Regions from separate parts of the Mus musculus genome. Here all the other regions are linked to region 1. Evidence: chromatin contacts called from public Hi-C data. All regions are on one chromosome and are shown on one strand. Each heading gives the region's core, a stretch centred on a gene start, on an enhancer-like site or on the middle of the called end of the contact. The rest is flanking DNA. Distances are from core to core; before and after follow the strand shown.

What was found. A called contact is a pair of places that touch in the nucleus more often than the background predicts.
Region 2: a Hi-C map of the G1E-ER4 cell line shows a contact between it and region 1, with 3 times the contacts expected there. The contact joins two enhancer-like sites. A contact is called at or near these places in 3 of 484 Hi-C or Micro-C datasets (the G1E-ER4 cell line, pre-hematopoietic stem cells and pre-megakaryocyte-erythroid progenitors), 1 of 115 datasets of contacts at active chromatin or transcription factors (bone marrow-derived macrophages) and 2 of 9 other capture datasets (adipose tissue and liver).
Region 3: a contact with region 1 is called in a Hi-C map of bone marrow-derived macrophages, with 2.2 times the contacts expected there. The contact joins two enhancer-like sites. A contact is called at or near these places in 5 of 39 promoter capture datasets (cranial neural crest, frontonasal cranial neural crest, hematopoietic stem and progenitor cells and 2 more), 1 of 484 Hi-C or Micro-C datasets (bone marrow-derived macrophages) and 2 of 9 other capture datasets (adipose tissue and liver).

The regions. Positions count from the first base shown.
Region 1 is chr13:76,589,757-76,593,571 of GRCm38.p6, forward strand. The region is part of intron 1 of Mctp1 (multiple C2 domains, transmembrane 1); the gene reads left to right. Among named protein-coding and RNA genes, the nearest start is that of Gm24519, 13 kb to the right of the region's middle. Within about 2 kb of position 1,670, at least 34 of the 459 cell types and tissues checked have an H3K27ac peak or open chromatin away from gene starts, as enhancers often do. A contact at or near this core is called in the G1E-ER4 cell line and bone marrow-derived macrophages, where this site is marked.
Region 2 is chr13:76,418,409-76,422,018 of GRCm38.p6, forward strand. All of the region lies in intron 1 of Mctp1 (multiple C2 domains, transmembrane 1), which reads left to right. Among named protein-coding and RNA genes, the nearest start is that of Mctp1, 36 kb to the left of the region's middle. Within about 2 kb of position 1,848, at least 6 of the 459 cell types and tissues checked have an H3K27ac peak or open chromatin away from gene starts, as enhancers often do. A contact at or near this core is called in the G1E-ER4 cell line, where this site is marked.
Region 3 is chr13:76,393,778-76,397,732 of GRCm38.p6, forward strand. All of the region lies in intron 1 of Mctp1 (multiple C2 domains, transmembrane 1), which reads left to right. Among named protein-coding and RNA genes, the nearest start is that of Mctp1, 12 kb to the left of the region's middle. Within about 2 kb of position 2,329, at least 19 of the 459 cell types and tissues checked have an H3K27ac peak or open chromatin away from gene starts, as enhancers often do. A contact at or near this core is called in bone marrow-derived macrophages, where this site is marked.

The DNA.
Region 1 (3,815 bases), core at 420-2,919:
AAAGGAGAAACGATATGCAGCCAAGCCTGAATGCCCTGATCCTCAAAGTATCAGCATCAATGAAAGCTAAGCCTTGAGTCAGGATGAAGTGAAAACAAATGCCTGAAGAAACCGAGGTTGTACTGACAAGGAATGACTTTGTCATGTTCCTAGGAGTGTGGGTGCTTTAGAGAGAATTAACATGGTCTTTCTGAAAATGAGACTTAGCTGTAGAAGAAGTCTAGACTGGTGAGAAAAGACTGTGTGTGAGATCCCTCCTAGTGGGGTTAATAGGATGAGAAATCCATGTGGCATGGGCAGTAATACAATTCACATTCTCACTAGATAAACTGGGCTTAAATCCAGACATACCTGAGGATGTAACTAAATGTTAGACACCCTGGGTAGACCTCCAGTGCAACAGGAAGAAGAAGAAGAAGAAGAAGAAGAAGAAGAAGAAGAAGAAGAAGAAGAAGAAGAAGAAGAAGAAGAAGAAGAAGAAGAAGAAGAAGAAGAAGAAGAAGAAGAAGAAGAAGAAAAGTATACTTCCAATCTTCTGGTTCACACATACTTTGTGACCTTGAGTAATGTTGTTTTGCTGTGTTGTTTTGTTTGTTTTACATTAGCTTTCTCTACCCAAAGTGAGAATGCAAATCCTCTCTATGGAATAAACAGGATGTGTCCTCAATATCTGTACTCAGCACTCTGCCTATGATCATAATTCAAGCACACAGTAGTCTAGCAGTCTGTGGTGCCATCAATTCATGTTAGACAGTCAAGAAAAGAAAAAAGCTTGCAGTGTGCAGTGGAAATCTGACTAGCAGAGTGATCTTCTGGAACGTTGCTTACAGGATCCTGTTTGTATTTCCTTGAACGTCTGTAATTGCTTTCCTGAGTGTTTATCCAGTTAAGATTAGTAGGGTAGGACTTATTGTCCTACAGAACTGACAGGACGCTGCTTAATCCTGCTTTTGCTAGGAAGTCGGGACAGCATGGATGGTTTACTCTTGGATGGGAAGGATGAGTCCAGAAGTAAAGCATCAATCTGCTGGCTGTTCTGTCAGTAAGCACACATACACATACATACACATACACGTACACGCACATGCACACGCATATGTATACACACACACACACAAACACACATACACAAACACACAAATACACATACATACACATACACGTACACGCACATGCACACGAATATACATACACACGCACACACACAAACACACATACACAAACACACAAATACACATACATACACATACACGTACACACACATGCACACGAATATACATACACACGCACACACACAAACACACACACACACATACACAAACACACACATACACATACATACACATGCACACATACACACACACACACACACACACACACACAGAAAACTATAATGAATGCCTTCATATTAACATCTCTTGGATTTATTGACATTTCTCTGGCTTTCTAACATATGAATTAGGAGCCCAACAGAGGAGTAAAATATATAACCTCACCTCTGCCATTGCCAGATTTTAATAAAACTCTAGTCAGTGTTATGACTTATTTAAGAAAAGCTTATTTGCATAGTCATGGTGACATCATTCTGCTATTCTAGCTTTTAGAAATATTAGTCAGTATTGGCCACATTTCCAGAGAGCAAAGCTCTTGTCCACAATGCCTCTACCTCACATGCACACTTCCTTTTCAGCCCTTCCCCTCCTGGCATTCAAGGGCACAGAAGTGTTTACTCAAGAGCTTATGTGCTAGAAAATATGAGGTCACAGGTAGAACTCAGAATGGACATAATACATCCTCAAAAATAACAAAATGTAAGGAAAACTGAGTGACACTGTAATGGTCTGAAAATTGCTGAGGTAAGACCCCAGACTCAGATGGTATGCAAAGACAAAGAGTGGTTATTCTGCAAAAACAACCAGCATGCAGGGGTGAACAATTATTTGAAATGGCCTTCATGCAGGGAACTCTATTGAAGGATTATGTAATGTAAACTTTTATTGGTGGGTGCTAGGGGGTCACAGGTGGTCAGTGGTCTGCATTCCTATGTCATGAATGTTTTAACCATAGGTTGAGATAGGGCTTCCCAGTACAGATGACCCATCTTGAGATAAGATACTTCCCCATTTTTGTGGTTATCCCCAGGATGTTCTTTGCAAGAGGGTTTTATGATCTTGTTCAGGATTTTATGGTCTGTCCCTGCAGCTGATGTCGTATGGCCTAATCTCTGGGACTTATGGTCTGTTCCTGGAACTGGTGCTTTACAGCCCCATTTTTCCCCCTCAAAACAGGCCTGGTCCTTAAATGGAGACAAATGGGTTTATGTTGTCCTTTCAACACATGACAAAGTACAAGACAATCCAGGGTATGATAGAGAAGCTAGTGGTCAGCTTCTTATAGTCTTCTATAAGAAAGCACCTTTAAGCTGGGACTAGAAATATGTAGAGCTAATTTTGCTTTATCCATTATTTGGGAATTAGTTAATGAAAAAAGTTAATGAAATGGATGTGATATATCTAGCACAGTGCCTAGCACAGAAGGTGTAGTGACTGAAGTTGTTAGCCTGTGAGACTGTGGCTTACAGGCTGTAGGTACTGCCTCTGGCTCTGCCTTGGTGAGGTGTAGGTTCAGCTGAGGTTAGCTGAGGACCACCGTGGCTCTGCCTTTGTGGCTGGCTCTTACTGAGTGTTCTCTGTGCATGGATTTCTGCTTCATTCAGTATTTCTTGCAGAGATGCATACCTTGTCCCTCTCCTTTCTTGTGTTCTAGTCCCCCTTTGTTTGGCTCTGGTTCTCTGCTTCCACTGGGAGTGTATACATTCATCTGGAATTCCAACCCAACAGGCTTTCTCTTGTACATGACATTCCTGTCTCTCCAGCGATGGGTCAGACTCTGCTTTGTTCCATCCTTGGGCATCTTAACTAGTCAGGCCTTGTTCACACAGTCCCCAGCTAGGATCGAAATGAGTTTAACTTCTCCTAAGGCTTTGCAGTTCCTACTTCTTTATTTTCTCCTCCTATCTCAAACTCTAGTTTTATTTGCTTGCTTGTTTTTGTTTTTTTGAGATAAAAATCATGCTATGAAATCTAGAATGGACTAGAATACACTGTGTAGCCTAACTAGCCTCTCATGTACATTCCTCCTTCCTCAGAACACCAGTCATGAGTGCTGGGATGGAAGGCATACATCACAACACTCATCTTTGTGATTCCTGCTTGCGTGCTCACTTGCAGAGTGATGGAGTTAACACCAGATGATTTCTCAAACTATACTCCAGCTCTGCCAATTTAGCCCTGTCACCAGGCCCCTTATCTCTGGTGACTGCCTTGTGGGTAGTAGATGAGATTTCAGTCCCTTGCTCCCTGGTGAAGCATGTGTCTCGCCACTGGTCAGTGGAGCTTGGGTAGCAGGAAGTGGGGAAGCTGCACTTGTCATTCTAGCATAGCCAATTCCTCCTGGAGTGTGAAGCAGGCTGTAGTGCACTATAACAAAACAGCAGCAGAGCAGAGGAGGATTGAGACTGTAGCCTCTTGGGCCCTCCCTGAATCCTTTGCCTGGGAAATGTATAAGAAGTGAAGTCTTACCTCTCCAGGGTTCTTTGGTGTGGGCGAGGAGAGGGGGTCCACCACAGGTAATAGGGATCTTCCTCTCTGCTCTGTAGTTTGGTTTTAATTAATTAATTAACTAATTAATTAATTTATTTATTTATTTATTTATTTATTTTTCGAGACAGGGTTTCTCTGTATAGCCCTGGCTGGCCTGGAACTCACGTTGTAGACCAGGCTGGCCTTGAACTCAGAAATCCTCCTGCCTCTGCC
Region 2 (3,610 bases), core at 598-3,097, 170 kb before region 1:
TGTCTTCTCCTACCAGTTCCAGTCGTTGGTCAGATTGGCACTGGTCAGCTGACATCTGAGATGAACAGGGGAAACAAGGGGTGGATGTCCAAGGGAACAAGCCCAGACCAGAATGCTGTGTCCTGTCCTGTCACTAGCAGAGTGTAAATTTCCCTCCCAGAATCTTATAGGGAATACTTAATACCTGCTGGGAAAGAAACAGTCACTTAATTCTATTCTATTCTTTCCTCTTCCTTTCTTCATTTATTTTCCAAGAAATATCAATAAATAAATGAAGGAAGAAGGCAGAATGGGATGAGAGCATGTCCTCTCTGTGTGGCCTTTGGAAAACATATCTGAGCATCAGACTTCCAAGTGTTATCTGGCCTTTTAAGAGCATCTTTGCTTTTGAGTAGACATCAGATCCTGAGGCTCCTGATGAACCACCTTTGCTTGTGCTGGCCTTTGACTGAATGCCAAATGCTGACCAGGAAAAATCCCTGAGGAGTTCAGGCCCCAGAAGAAGGACTGGGAATTAGCTTTCTTTTCCAATTCCTTCTTCACTTGACCCTCCTTTTAAAGCAAGATTTGTCCTTTTGTTCTCTATTCTGCTGTTTAAAACAGAAAGCATGAATCACAATTCCTAATTTTATGTTTTCTAAGAAAAAGATGACCTCAGTATGTAGGAGGCATGGAGGTCCTTGTGCTCATATCTAGGAAAACCAGGATGTTAAACACACAGTGTTATCTCTTCAAAGGTAGAGATGTATAACCTGTTTTTCAGAGATGTATAACCTGTATTCCACCCAAAAATCTAGAAGCAAACATGGTTGACAGCCCAGTAAACTTTGTGCTGTCTGTGTTGCTGAGACAATGCTGGTCTTCTTCCACACCCATATTATGAGCTTGCCAATTTACAGAACCTATCTCTATGGAAGATGTCACATGTACTTTACAAAGAATTTCAATGTAGTCACGTCTTAAGATTTATTTGGCACATGGGATTGAGTTAATTATCATCAAGAAAATGTTCACCAAATCGTACTGTGCTTGAATATACCTAAAATAAACTACTCGGGATCAGACTCCTGAAATTAGAACCAACACTGGCTACTTAGTCATGTTAAATCAAGCTCTTCTCTTGTCTTCCTCAGACTGTTACTCTGGCCATGGTGGTAACAAACACCCCCTCCTCAGCCGTCTTCAGTGTACCTTCCTAGCCTCAGGCTCTAGCATGTTACCTCACGAGTCACACAAGTGGCAGTGGGTCAGTGAATGTGGGCACCATCTGGTTTTGCTTTTGAGTATTAAAGTTTGGTGTCTCCTTTCTTTCCAAGTTTTTTTTTTTATTATTATTATTTGTATTTTCAATATGATATTTTTATTGATTCCTTGGGAATTTCACATTATACATTCCAATCACACTCCTTTTCCTGTCCTCTGTCCTCCTGACTAACCCTTGTGACTCCCCCACCCTGAAACAAAACAACAACAACAAAAACATAAGTCCAATTTGTGTTATCTACAAATTCACTAGACCATGGTCAAATATTTCAGTGACCTGTCCTTTAAATAGAACTGGGTCCTTCCCTCCCCACACCATTTCCAGAAGCCATCAGAAGTGGAGAGAGAGCTACACTTCAGCATCCTTATCACACTTTTTAAGGGTTCTCTTCAATGGCTTCCTGTTTAGGCTGTTATTTCTTTTTTTTATGAATTTCATTTATTTATTTTTTATTAGATATTTCCTTTATTTACATTTTAAATGTTGTGCTGTGTTCAAAACCAATGTAGACCAGGACTGACCAGAAGGAACCTAAGCCGCTAGTTGGGCAGGTTTCCTGTGTCCCTGCTCCTGCTGGCACAGGGCCCTCACTGTAGTTTTGGAACAGATGCTATGTTCCACTCAAGATCCTGGGCATGCTAGGGAGCCTATGGCGTGGAGAGTCCTCTGGGGACTGTGAGTTCGTGCCTAAGGTGGCCAGGGGGCTGGAAGGAACCCGAGCCACTGGTTGGACAGGTTCCCTGCTCCTGCTGGCACAGGTCCCTCATGGTTCTGTTGGAACAAATGTTTTGTTCAACTCACCAGTGATCCTAAGGTCCTGGGCTTGCTAGAGGACCTGCAGTATGGAAAGTCCTCTGGGAACCCTGAGTTCGTGCCTAAAGTGGCTTTTTTTTTTTTAATGGAGAAGACATTGGAGAATAAATTCTAAAATAATCTTTTTGACCCTTTTCAAGTTACTCAAGTCCTACCAATTTTTTTCAAATCTAACTAAAGTCTAACTTTTTGACCTTTTCTGTGGCTATTTCCTTTAATTTCCTTATATTTAATTGCTTATTGAAGAATGGCTATCTCAGGCATTGGGTTTGCATATGGGTGCTATTAGAATGTGTTTGTTTAGCTTGAATTTACTGTATAGAAAAAGCAACTTATTTACCATTGGGTAGATCTTTGTAACAACAAGATCTTTGTCTAACAACCTACCACCCCATTAGTGTTTTAAGAACAATGACTTTCACACTTTTATTGATCATATACTTATCAGGAAATGCTTTTTTATGTCAGATTTTATACTCACATTCATGGCCACACATACTTAAAAGGCCAAGATTTTCAAGACACTTATTAAGATAATCTCTACTGACATTTTTCATCCTATCTTTCAGTTGTAGCAGACTTTTGTTTTAAAAAAAATTCATGGTACACTAATGGATTATAACTCACAATTTGAGCAAAGTTATTGATAAATGTTATAACTGTTATACAAGTTAGTGACACAGTGCTCAGTGGCCAGTAGCTTAGCTAAAACACAGAACTTAGACTGGGCTCCACAACTCTACATTTGATTGGTTGTGGTTTTTTTGTGGTTTTCTATGTCTGCTGCAAAGAGAAGTTTCCCTGATAAGGGGAGAGGACTCCGCTTATCTGTAGGTATAAGGATAAATGTTGAGAGTGTAGTTAGAGATGATGCTAGTTAGTAAAGGGGCAGCTATAGGTTCTCCTTTAAGGTCCATGACCTTCCTATCTCTGAGGAGATGGCTAGTTTTCCCAGTTCCAGTGACATGAGTTCTGTCTAGTTGAAAGGGTCTTGAGTCTAATTAGGGATCTGTTGGTTATTACCAAGGTATGTGTGCCACTAGTATATCCTTAAGACAATAATAGTAGACATGCTAAAATGGAGTGGGGAAAACCTAGTAGGCCTTAACCCTAAACAAAAATTTCAGACAACTGAGGAATGCCAAGAATAGTAGAAATAGTCTTCCCCCGAGAAGAGCACATCAATTAGCTCTCCAATTCCAGCCCTGAAAGCAGACACACGAGTAACATCATTGAGACTGAAGAGTCATACGTACTGGTAACGTCATAGAGACTGAGTAGGTTATGTTTAGGAATATATGCATGTAACAACAATTAATGAAAAGAGGGACATAAATTTCAAAGGGAGCAAAGGGGGTATATAGGAATGTTTGAAGGGAGGAAAGAGAAGGGAGAAATGATGTAATATATGATAATATCAAAAATAAAAGAAATTATTGAAAAAACATCCCAGAATTGCTGACTGCTGGATACCACATCAGTTCATCTCCTTTCTGCTATTGGGATATCTGTACCAACCTAACAATCACTGAT
Region 3 (3,955 bases), core at 1,079-3,578, 200 kb before region 1:
GATTAATAGTAGAGAAGCCAGACGTAGGGAAGGGGGATGCAGGAAGAAAGGAAGGCTGTCCGGGTGTGGGGGTGGAGGAATGAGTTCTACAGCACACAGGGAGTCCTGGAGGAATTCAACAAGGGAGGATGTGGGTCAAGGTGAGCCTAAGAAGAGTGAGGCTGGAAGAAGTGGAGACCTCAATGAGAGCCTGGAGTTGTTTTCCTAAGGATGGAAGATAGAAATATCTGAGAGAGCAAAGGTCTGTTTGAGCTTCCAGGGCAGAAAGGATTAACATGCCAGCATGTTTTCCTCTTTACTTGTAATTTTGCTTTTCTTTGTTCACTTTAGAAATGCTTGTATTGAAAAGTGTTTGGGGGAGGAGGATGGACTTTGAGTTTGCATTCATGCAGAAAGGCTGAGGAAGCCAGGCCCCTGAGCCTGCCCTGTCTAAGGAGTGCAGTAGCTCCTACTCTTTTTGTTTTCCTGCTTTGTTTTCTGAGGCAGTCTTGCCATGTAGCTAGTATAAACTGGCCAGGAACTTGCTTCAGAGATTAGAGGCATTTCTACAATGTCTGGCTTTCTAGATCCGATTTTCGATAGTTATTTAGGGGTCTTTCAGATGAAGTAATGATCATTCTCTCTAAACTATTAGGTAATAACAAGAGGGCTAAGCATTGAAAGCATACGTTGTTTACAAAATTGGGCAAAACAAGAAAATTCTATAAATATTCTTGTCAATTGAATTCTTAATGTGCCTCATGGACAGATTGGCAAAGTATTTGGAAAAACAGTCATAATTAAGGAGTTTTGAATGCAAAAGGTCTCTTGAATAATCTTAGTTATGGCATGTGCATGAAGCATGCTAAAATATAATCTCAGGTAAAAGACAAATGGCCAGTTTCTAAAACTTACGAATAGGTTTTCTCTCAACATAGCAAAAATATTTTTCTAGACCCTCAAGCCATACTTGGCTCTTCTTCCTGTATAAAGATGTAAAATAGCTTTTGATAAAATAATAACTCAGTTTTTTCATAACTGCCTTTGAATAGTATTTTTAATGCACCAAATTAGAATTCTGACTGTTCCCCAAAATATCTTTGGAGATCAGAATAGGTCTTTGAGACAATTCCTGTGTCACCACAGAGCTCTTGCCAAGCTCATGTGCCCTCTGTACCAGTGAGGCTGAGAGTAGGTGCAGGCTGCAGCTGGACCCCACTCCTTTGTTTGCTTTTACTTCTCTGCATTTGTTTCATTTTCTTAATTATAACTATTTCTTGTTTAAAAATTTAATTGATACAATATGTAATAATGGTATATATACACTGTATATACATATATATGAATATATATATATGATACATTCTATGGATTTAAACAAATAATGATTAAAGACGAGATGGCTCAGCTTGTAAAGGTGCCTGCTGCCAAGCCTGACCACTTGACTTCCATTCCTGGAATCCACATTGTGAAGGAAATAATATATTGTGGCAAGTTGTCTTTTGACCTCCACATAAATGCTGTGCCATATGTGTACACACATGCGCACAAAAAATTGAAATCCCCCCAACAATCAAATGTGTACCAATCAAAGCAATGCATTCTGTCACTGTGAATATAGATCATGGCTTTGTGTTGGGGACACATCTCTTTTGAGGTATCAGGAAGTTATTCTAACTAGTCAGTTGCCCTATTGAACTGTAGAACACTAGAATGCCTATATAATGCTAAGTTTGACCCATTAGCCAGGTTACCTTTATCTTCTCACCCTTCTATAACCACCATCCTGCTCTCAATTCTATGAGTTAACTCTTCTTCAACTCAAGAATTAACTTGTCAGTGGTGATGTGCATATCTCACACATGTATCATGCAAATATCCCATCTGTTATGTGTGTTTCATACATGCTTCATACAGTCTCCCATCTTTTTTGCAGCAAATGACAAGATTTCTTTCTTTTTGTGATTTTTGTGATGGTGAGAAAGTCTCACATGTTGTGCTGGGATCTAGCTGTGATGGGTGACTTGGCCCAATCCTGTCCCACTTCATATAAGTGCCGCTGTGACATGCTGCTCTGAGGGTGACATGGCCCTTGGAAGGGACCAGAAGATGGCAGTTTCCCATGCCCCATGTCCAGTGACAAGTTTTTCAAGGGAGATGGGGTTTGGTACTTTGTACTTATTCCTCCCTATCTGACATTTACCATCTCCAAGCTTTTCCTAATAAGCATTTGTCAGAAATGAGGAAGTGGTTTGTGGATTTTCCTGTGAAAGGCCTTTGTGTATCCTGCATGTCCCTCCAGGCTAACTCTACTGAATTTGTTTCCTTCCCTGTCTTCCAGCCAGCTTGCCCATCAGCTCTTTTACTTCTCCTTTTCACTTGAGAAACAGGCAGGGGAAGTAAGGCAAAGGCAATGAGTCTGTTTTCCTGTTGTTTCATGGTGAAGTTTAAATAGTTCCTGTGGCAAATTCTTTGTACACATGTGCACATGCATTTACATATAAACATGCATTTACCAGGCAAGGTTTATGCAGTACCTCAGGTGGCCCTCAGACACACTGTCTTTCACATACAGTAGCTAGAGCAGCAAGGATTGTCCTTGGATCTGATCTTCTCTGTAATTGCAAAGTACTAAATTTCAAATGGTTTTATGTTCTGAGCACAGCTACATAGACTAGCTCATTTGAAGAGAAAAATTGCATTTGTGGCTTAGTATGGGGTGTTTTTACAAAGAAAATGGAAACTCTCTCTCCAACTGTGAACTGACCTGTAAGGAAAACCTTTTCTTCAGAAGCGATCATGTTCCTATGAGGATGTGTATGGCATCATGGTGAAGATCTTGTTGGATTATTCTCCAGTCCTTGCAGAGCCAGATGCCACAGAGATTAATATGTCCCAACAGCATTTTCAAGCTTGATGTGCATTTACCTCACAAAATTATTCTTATAGATAAAAGTAAGGATGCATTTTGGTGAGTCCCTTTATTAATATGTAATTAAAGGAACGCTAATAACTTTAGGATTATAAAGATACATTCATGTAATTAAAGGAGGCTTCTCCTCTAGAGCCTGGAAGTGAGGACCAGGAAAGCACTGACTTAGGAGGACATGGTCTAGAACAGCAGACGCTCAGACTGTGGTGACCAGAGAAAGTTCTGTCTTCTGTTGATACTGGCACACTGATTTGAAAGATATTGCTGGCTATAGCTCTCCATACCCAAATACTTCTGGGAGAGAGCTGGTCTCTCCAGAGTGCTGACATGTCTGTGAACATAGGTAAGACCACCACTTTTGCTCAAATACCTGGCCCAAGAGTGACCCACCCAGAGCCATCAAGGCACAGGAACCAAGAAACAACCAGGGATATGATCCTTACAGTTTCCATCTACACCACTGATCTGACCCCGTGCTACAGATCTCTATACCAAAATTCTTCCCTCCTGGAGAGAAATGGTCTCCCAGGAGTGCTGACACACAGGCTTACAGGAGGGACAAGCCACAGTCAGAGACAGCAAGATCGGCCAACATAACAGATAAGCATATGGTGAGAGGCAAGGGCAAAAACATAAGCAATAGAAACCAAGGCTACTTGGCATCATCAGAACACAGTTCTCCCATCACAGCGAGTCCTAGATACCCGAACCCACCAGAAAATCAAGACTGATTTAAAATCACATTCTCATGATGATGACAGAATACTTTTAGAAGGACATGAATAACTCCCTTACAGAAATACAGGAGCTTCACGTGGTCTGTGAATTGTATTTTGGGTATTCCCAGCTTCTAGACTAATATCTACTTAACAGTGATGCATACCATGTGTCTTCTTTTTTATTGAGTTACCTCACTCAGAATAATAATTTCTAGTTCCATCCATTTGCCTAAGAATTTCATGAATTCATTGTTTTTAATAGCCGAGCCGTACTCCATTGTGTAAATGTACTACATTTTCTGTATCCATTCCTCTGTTGAGGGGT